Linked DNA regions of Callithrix jacchus: region 1 is linked to region 2. Evidence: chromatin contacts called from public Hi-C data. All regions are on one chromosome and are shown on one strand. Each heading gives the region's core, a stretch centred on a gene start, on an enhancer-like site or on the middle of the called end of the contact. The rest is flanking DNA. Distances are from core to core; before and after follow the strand shown. Region 1 overlaps NAV1 (neuron navigator 1). Region 2 overlaps NAV1 (neuron navigator 1).

Evidence for each region. Hi-C and Micro-C count contacts between places; a contact is called where the count stands out from the background.
Region 1: a Hi-C map of induced pluripotent stem cells shows a contact between it and region 2, with 2.3 times the contacts expected there. The contact joins two enhancer-like sites. A contact is called at or near these places in 3 of 3 Hi-C or Micro-C datasets (induced pluripotent stem cells and skeletal muscle).

What each region holds. Positions count from the first base shown.
Region 1 is chr19:28,805,100-28,809,220 of calJac240_pri, forward strand. NAV1 (neuron navigator 1) reads left to right here. Exons shown (of 29, transcript XM_078356810.1): 13 at 966-1,043; 14 at 4,078-4,121. Among named protein-coding and RNA genes, the nearest start is that of IPO9, 38 kb to the right of the region's middle. Within about 2 kb of position 2,627, at least 9 of the 16 cell types and tissues checked have an H3K27ac peak or open chromatin away from gene starts, as enhancers often do.
Region 2 is chr19:28,577,468-28,581,676 of calJac240_pri, forward strand. The region is part of intron 1 of NAV1 (neuron navigator 1); the gene reads left to right. Among named protein-coding and RNA genes, the nearest start is that of NAV1, 13 kb to the left of the region's middle. Within about 2 kb of position 2,839, at least 3 of the 16 cell types and tissues checked have an H3K27ac peak or open chromatin away from gene starts, as enhancers often do.

The DNA.
Region 1 (4,121 bases), core at 1,377-3,876, 230 kb after region 2:
GTTCCCCTCCTTTGAAAAATGGAGAATCCCCATGTTAGCGAGCCCTTTCTGTGCCACAGTAGGTGGGAAGCATTTATGGCAAAGTAAGATGAGTAGGTTTCTAGGACCCAGACTCCAGAAACCTAGAGGAGACCAAGTGTTCATTGTGGGGCATCAGCCACAGCATGTGGCTATTGGGCACTTTTTTTTTTTTTTTGGAAACAAAGTCTCACACTTGTCCCCCAAGCTGGAGTGCCATGGCACGATCTTGGCTCACTGCAACCTCCATCTCCCAGGTTCAAGCGATTCTCCTGCCTCAGCCTCCTGAGTAGCTGGGATTACAGGCATCTGCCACCATGCCTGGCTAATTTTTTTTTTTTTTTTTTGCCTTTTTAGTAGAGATGGGGTTTCATCATGTTGGCCCAGCTGGTCTAGAACTCCTGACCTCCGGTGATCCACCCACCTCGGCCTCCCAAAGTGCTGGGATCACAGGCATGAGCCATCATGTCCAGCCAGCATTTCTTGATTCATAGATTTGTTTTGCCCCTAATTCTTTACTCCAAGTTCCTGGCAATAACCACTTATTCTCAAACCAACCAAAGTCTCATTTCCTAGCCTTTTTGGCAATGACAAAGTTGCTGGAGATGAGCTCCAAATAAATCTTTTATTGAAACCCTAGTATAGATCTGAGCTGAGGCCTGTGAGGAGCCAGGGCCAGGAAACAAGAGTTTCAGCCTCTGCGCCTCTGAGTCATGCTTCTTCACATTTTCTGCCCTGCCACTGGGACCTGACTTCTTCACCTCCGTAGTAATACTTCCTTTCTCTTTCTCTCCTTCTGTGCTCCCTTCTTCAGGCTGAGGAGAGGATGCAATCTGAGGTAGGGTGCAAAGCTTTGGCTCTGCTTATTAACATCACTGCACCCATTTTCCTTCCAAATCTTACACAGCTTCTGCAGCCAGTAGTTTGTATTTCTCTTCCTTTTACAGCAAATCCGGAAGCTTCGTAGGGAACTGGAATCATCCCAGGAAAAAGTGGCCACCTTGACGTCGCAGCTTTCTGCTAATGTGAGTGCCGTGAAGTAGGGAAGATGTAGGCAGTGGTTTTGACTGTAGTTAAACAAGTGCAGCCAAGGGAGGAAAATTACCTGGTGAGGTATCCCCTGGACTGAGACTTCAAGGGCATGGGTCTTCTTCACAGCTCTACAATAGATTGGGGGGTTGTTCTTCCCCTTCTCTGAGCCCCAACTTTTATGAAGAACCATTTTGCTTCCACTCTAATTCATAGGTCTGGATGAGTTCATGTCTGATGGTCTGAGCTCCCTAGAGAAACAGAAGATTGATTATCAGTGGTTCTGCACGGAGGCAGAAACAACCTTGCCATTGGCCGTGGACAAAAGCAGTTATGGATTATAATTACAGGGCTCTTAGAGCCTTTCCACTGCCCTGGGGTGTGTTCATGTCTTTGTTCATGCCACATAACTGTGCAGGCACAGAATTGGTCATTAGAATTCTGTCTGGTGACCACAACACTACTGAGAAACCTAACTCCCATTCTGGTCTGACTCCTTCATTCTCAACTGCCTTCTCTGAGTAGTCTCCTTGGGCAGATAGTAGAAACAATCTGAGATTTAGGTTGAGAGCTAGAATTATTTATTTCTGCCCTCAGGACATCTACTTAGAATGAGTGTCTTCCCTTAGGCCTTAGTTTTTCTACTCTGTGACATGGGGAGAAATGAAGCCACCTCTCCTCTAACCAGGATCTGGGAGTTTCTCCCCTGTGACTGAGTTGCAAACAGAGAACATAAGAGCCATTTTCCCCCAAAGCTGTAAACAACAGCTGAGCCGGATCTGCAGGAGCTTTCCAAGTGTTTGCACAAAGTAACCATGTCTGCAATTTCCGCAGTCGTTTCTGGTTTTCTCTCTGCCCTTCCTCTCTGGGGAACCCAGCTGTCAGGCCTGGGGTCTATCCCTTAGAATTAGGTAGAAGAATCTCCACCAGGATTCTGAATGTTTCCAACATACAGCAGCAGTTCCCTTACCACACCAGTTATTCTCTTGATTCTCTTTTCCCAAACCCTCAATTCTTAAGTTGTACCAGTTTGTTTGAAGCTCATGTTAAGCACTTTTTCCCACTCTTGGGGGACCCGTAAGAATTGTAACATAAACAAGAACCATCTTTTCTCTCCCTTGTGCCACACCCACCAAAGCAAATGGCCTGGGTCACGTCCTGCACACCCCAGGAAACTCATGTCTGGGAGATGCTGGGGTGGGGGGGCGAGAGGCGCCAGGGAGGCAGAGAACATTATTATGTCTGATTCATTTACACTGCAATCTGTCAGCCACCATGCTGTCAAGGCTGGGCTGGAGCCAAGAAATTGAATTTAGAGGGTGAATTTTCTTAGAACAGGAAGTTCCATTTGGCTAAGAGAGAACAAACTAAACACCCAGACACAGTGGGTTCTGCATCTGAAAGGCAGATTTTTGCCGAGGGCCAGAACCCTTCCCTCAAGCAGGAGATGGGAAACTGCTCAGGTCATGGGACTCTAGGAAGGGTCCACAGCTCTCTTCAGGATTCCCTGACTCCAAACCAAGCTTTTGTCATGCTCCCTGGAACTTCCTAGCTACTGAGGCTGAGGGCACACCCTAGACCCAGGGGCCCAGACCTCTTTACCCCTCGCACGCGCTAGCTTTTCTGCAGCACCACTGCTTACCCCTGAGGTCTCACAGGTACCCTGGTCTGAGGGTGGGATTAGGGGAAGGGTCAGTGTAGGGAGAGGAAGTGTAGAGGAAAGCGGGGAGGAAGCCCAGCCAGTGCAAAAGTGGTGCCCTGGATGGGGAAAGGCCAGCACAGAGGAGCCTATAGGGGTTCTCGGGGCTTCTCGTGAGTAGTCTTCCAGGAACTATAAGCAGTCGACAGGCAGATAGGCAGGGATGTGGAGAAGCAAACCAGAGAAGACCTGAGGTCAGAAGACAGATGTTCCCTGCACAGTAGGTGAAGGGAAACTGCTCAGGTCATGACATGGTCTGATCTCCTCAGAACCCAGGCCCTGACAGCTTTATAGTAGGAGTGCAAGAGGAGGCGCTAATAGGACCAAAGAGATTGCCTCCAGCCCTGGTCCTATGAAGTAGGCTCCAGCCATGTGGGACAGTAGATGAAAACTAGAGTTGAACCAACAGGGAGGGAGAGGTGTAAGCCAGCAAGAGCCATGAGAGTGCTGTAGATTTCCTAGAGCTCTGCGTGAAGAAGCTGCCCAGAGCATATCCCCTTTGTGCTAGGGTCACCAGCTTGCTCGGATAGTCTCACGATGGCTTTTTCTCCATCCCCAGGTGCTCCCCTTTCTAGCCCCAGGCCTCATTCCCTTCATCTTCCCTATGCATCTTGCAGCCAGTTGGCCAGCTAGAGGTCAAACTATGCCAAACCAAGGGGCCTTAGTTCCTCCACTCAGCGCCTTTCTGAACTAGCCTGCCTGTTACCCGGAGAGCAGAGTGAAGGAGGTATCCATCACTCCTCATGAAACAGACCTGACACCTAGTGGCCAAACTGTGGAATGTCCCTGCTGTTTCCTTCCAGCCTGGTAAACCTGGAGAATCCAGGGAACAAGGAGCAGCTGCAAAGCAAGAAAGGGTGAAGCAGTGGAGTAGCAGAAGAGGAAGAGATGCACTGTATAGTTTCTGCTGGGAGATTATTTGGCCTCGAGTGAGCCGGCCCACTCCACAATGCAGGAGTTAAACAAAAAATAAGAGGAACGACCCCAGAGGCTATGGCCCTCCTACCAAGTTGGCCACACCATATATCACAAGGGGCTAGTCCTGCCTCTGTAGATGATGGGTTTTAGATCTCAAGTCTCCAAGAGCCTCCAAACACCTGTCCTGCCCTCACCCTGGCTTCATTATTTGAGAAGCTGGTTCCCACCAGAAAATTTCTTTAATTTCCCCTTTGTCTGCTTAGGGAAATCGACATTTCTAAACCACCAAGAGGTTTTCTGGCATTGGTCTGCTCTGAGATACAGGAAATCAGTTAAAACTATTTCCCATTGTCGGTCATTGCCTTTCCCCCAGCCTCATGCAACTCAGCAGTCCCTTTATGTGTTTGTTTTAGGCTAATCTAGTGGCTGCATTTGAGCAGAGCCTGGTAAATATGAC
Region 2 (4,209 bases), core at 1,589-4,088:
GCTGGGACTATAGGCACACACCACCACACCTGGCTAATTTTTTGTATTTGGAGTAGAGACGGGTTTCACCATGTTGGCCAGGCTGGTCTCGAACTCCTCACCTCAGGTGATCCACCGTCCTAGGCCTCCCAAAGTATTGGGATTACAGGTGTGAGCCACCTCACCCAGCCTAAATTATTTTCAAACAGAATACATTTTTGTAAAAGCTAAATTTAAGAATTGAAGCAGTTGACACAATGTTACATTTTACAGATGTTTGATTAAAAATCTTGATTAACTTCAATTTTGCAGTTTTATGTTTGTATTTTGGAACCCAGGGCCTCTGAAAAGCTCCTCAGCTCTGCCCCTTCTGTCCTGGGAACAGCTGGGGTGGGTGGTCTATGCAGGTCTGGCCCCGAAGGTGTCTCAGCAGGTTTTTGAGACCCACACCACTCTGGAGCAGTCACAGCCTGACCCTGAGGATGGAGGTTGGTTGACTGAAGTCCCACGACTAAAATCCCATCTTGCTATGAGAGTTCTTCCTCGGGCCTTCACTGCAAAACTTCCTCTGGTCTAATGTACGGTCCGTGCTGAATGATTTCATATCCATCATCTCATTTACTCTTCATGGCAACCCTATGAGGTTGGCAGGACAAAAATTTCCCTTTCTATAGATGTCAAAATCAGACTCAGAGAGGCTAAGTAACTTACCCAACACCACATAACTTTAGGGAATGAGTCGGGGAATCCAAGTCTTCTGACTCCTGGTCTTCGTCCTATCCAATACACTCCAGGGTCATGTATAGCAGAAGGGGCCTGGAGACTGGTGTCTTTCTTTTTTTTCTTAAGAAAGGGTCTTCCTCTTTTGCCTAGGCTAGAGGGCAGTGATGCAATCACAGCTCACTGCAGTCTCAGCCTCTTAGGCTCAAGTGATCCTTCCACCTCAGCCTTCCAAGTTCCTGGGATTACAGGAGCACACCACCACACTTGACTAACTTTTATATTTTTTATAGAGACGGAGTCTCACTTATGTTGCCCAAGCTGGTCTGGAACTCCAAGGCTCAATTGATCTTCCCATCTCAGCCTCCCAAAGTACTGAGATTACAGGCATGAGCCACCTCACCCAGCACCACCAGTGTCTTTAATGGCTCATGGAACTTAACCACAGACACTATGTCTGTTATACAAATGCGGAAGTCATATTGAGCTTTTAAATTTACTTTGCTATTGCATTTATTTTGACAAGTCCTTAAGATTTATATTTCAATAAAAGCTACTTTATAGTACATCATCAACTTTATCATTCCTGCTCGCTTTTACCCAATTAGTCAAAGAAATAATGTAAAAATATTATGTTTTGAGTTCCGTTTCTCATTTTCTCATCAGAGTTGAAAATTACCATTGTGCATGAATTTAGGCCTGTGTTAGGTTGGCAACCCATTAAAACTCCTCTGGTCTGGAGCTAATCAGCTGGCCCCTCCCGATTTACACATCTCCTGTGAGATCCAGTGCCTCTCTGTCACTCACTACCAGTCCGTACCGAATATCATCACTAAGACGCCACATCACCCCTCTGAGTCATTTCCCCACTTCCTCTTGCTGGCCATGGCCAGAAAGAAATCAGGGGCCGCAGGGAGGCCTAGAAAGTGACCACAGAGTTGGGGGTTGGCTGTGGGAAGTGGAGGGGAAGGGCCACTGTTAGCTGACCACAGAAACTGTGACAGAGACAAAGGTCTCTGTGTTTGGGATGGCAGGGTGGGGCCAGATCCTGAGTTGGGGCTGGTGTGCTGGGGCTGGTGGGAGAGACCTCCCAGGGCAGAGGAAAGTCCATAAGGCCACTCAGTTGGCTGCTCTTAGCACTTGGAAGTAGCCTAACTGGGTCCTGGCACACAGTAGGGGCTCAGCAAACATTTGTTCATTGATTACTTGGCAGGGTGGTGGGGGTTGGGGGAAGGGATGCCTTTAAGCTGAGGTAGGTAAAAGGAATGTTCTTTCCCTTTCTCCTGCCCAGGGAAGTGCTGTAGGTCCTGAATTTCCCTGGCTTGTTTAGAGGCCACCTCTTTGCTTCCTGGACCTCTCCCTGACATTGGGCCTCGGGTGCCTATGAGGTAATAGAAAATGCACAGGCTTTGGAGTCATCCTGATCTGGGTTTCTACAACCTCCCTGGGCCTCAGTTTTCTCCTTTGTAAAATGGGGATGATGATACTCAAGCCAGGGAATTGTGAAGATCATCCTAGAAGGTGTTAAGCACCCTCTAGCTTAGAGCCAATGTTGTTTTTTTTTTAATGATTTTTAATCTGGATGCCCCATGGCTCGCTGCGCCCCCATGTATAAAATAGATCTTTGATCCACTGAGGATACATGCTGGACAGGCAAAGGGATGGAGCAAAGCCAAGGAGGCCTCAAACATTCAGCCCCAGCCATGCAGGCTACACTTCAGGGTGAATTTATCCCAAAAGGGATGTTTACCTACTTCCTTGTCTGCGGGTCAGATGGACCCGTGGAAGGGTTGTCTGTGGTGCTGGCTCTAAGATATATGGTCCCTCAGGCCCCTCTGAACTCCAGACTGTAGGCCTCCAGGGGATGAGGGGGGTGGAGTGGCCAGGAGTTTTGTTTGGCAACGCTGGCCTATTATGTGGCCCAGGCTGTGTTTCCAGGCATTATAAATAGCACCCGGTCTGCTCTGGAAGGAGGAGCCGCAGATGTGGCAGAGGCAAAATATTTGGGAAGGTGGGAGATTTGAAATGATAAACTCGAGGCTTCTGGGCCAAAATACAGGCTGGGGCCATCTCCATGGCAATAGGACTCCAGGGAGGGCTCAGCCTGGACACCTCTGAGGTGAAGGCCCTACTCACAAAGCCAGACAGAGCCTGCGCTCAGTGGCCCGTGGGCCAGGGCTGCCGGCCCTATTTGCTCCCATCTGCCTCTTTGTAGAGAGCCTGGGCTGCTGCCTAAACCCAGCCAGAGGAGGGACAGGAGCTTGAGCCAGATTTCAGGTCTAGAGAGAGAAGCAGGAGAAAATGTGAGGGTCTGTCCACCTGCAGCACGCAGGCCACTGTGTGTTCCAACCGAGAAGGAGGGAATCATTTTCTTTCATTCTATTCTGTTCTATTTTAATTGAGGTATAATTTACAAACAGTGAAATGAACAGATCGATGTGTTTTTGACAAATGAATACACCCATGTGACCCACACCCGATCTAGATATAGAACATTTCCATCAACCGACAGAGTTTCCCTCCTGTCCCTATTGTCAGTGCGTTCCCGCCCACCGTCTGCGTGTTCTGATTTGTAGCATCATAGATTAGTTTTGCCTGCTCTTGAACTTCATATAAATGGAATCATGTGGTTGGTTCTATTTTGTGTCTTGCTTCTTAGCTCAGCATAATGCTTTTGAGATTCATCCATGTCAAATGACGTATTTTGCTTCTTTTAATTTCTGATGTATGAATGTGCCACCGTTTGTTTATGGGAGGAAGGAAACTTTAGATTCCTTTCATTGCTGTAGGATTCACATCTATCGAGCATCAGTAGACTATCCGAAAGGGTTTTGAGAGTTAAGCTGGTTGGTCCTAAGTGGAGTCTTGTTCTGTTGCCCAGGCTGGAGTGCAGTGGCACGATCTCGGCTCTCTGCAACCTCCGCCTCCCGGATTCAATTGAGTCTCCTGCCTCAGCCTCCCAAGTAGCTGGAACTACAGACGTGTGCCACCAAACCTAGCTAATTTTTTGTATTCTTAGTAGAGACGGGGTTTTACCATGTTAGTCAGGATGGTCTCAATCTCCTGACCTCGTGATCCACCCACCTCAGCCTCCCAAAGTGCTGGGATTACAGGCGTGAGCCACGGCACCTGGCCTCTTGAATGTGTTCAGTGTCACCTTCTTTGTTTCCAGACAACTTCCCCATTTCTGTGTCTTGCTGTAAAAGATCATAATGCCTTTCTTCCCTCCATGGACTGGAGCTGCCTTTATCTCCTGGAGCTGGGAAGTTCAGATCATTTGCAGAGGGGCCCCTGGTTTCCCCATAAGACAGAATGTTATTCTCTGATCTGAATTGAGGTGGCACATGTCAACAGACAGGGGCGTCTGGCCCTGCATGTGGGAAACACAGGTGCATGTTCAAGACTGGAGCCTGTGGTGGGGAGACACTGGTGACCCGGGGCCAAGAAGTGACACAATGAAGCTATTTTACCAGCAGTATGGCCCAAATGGCAGGGACCACATCTGCTCTG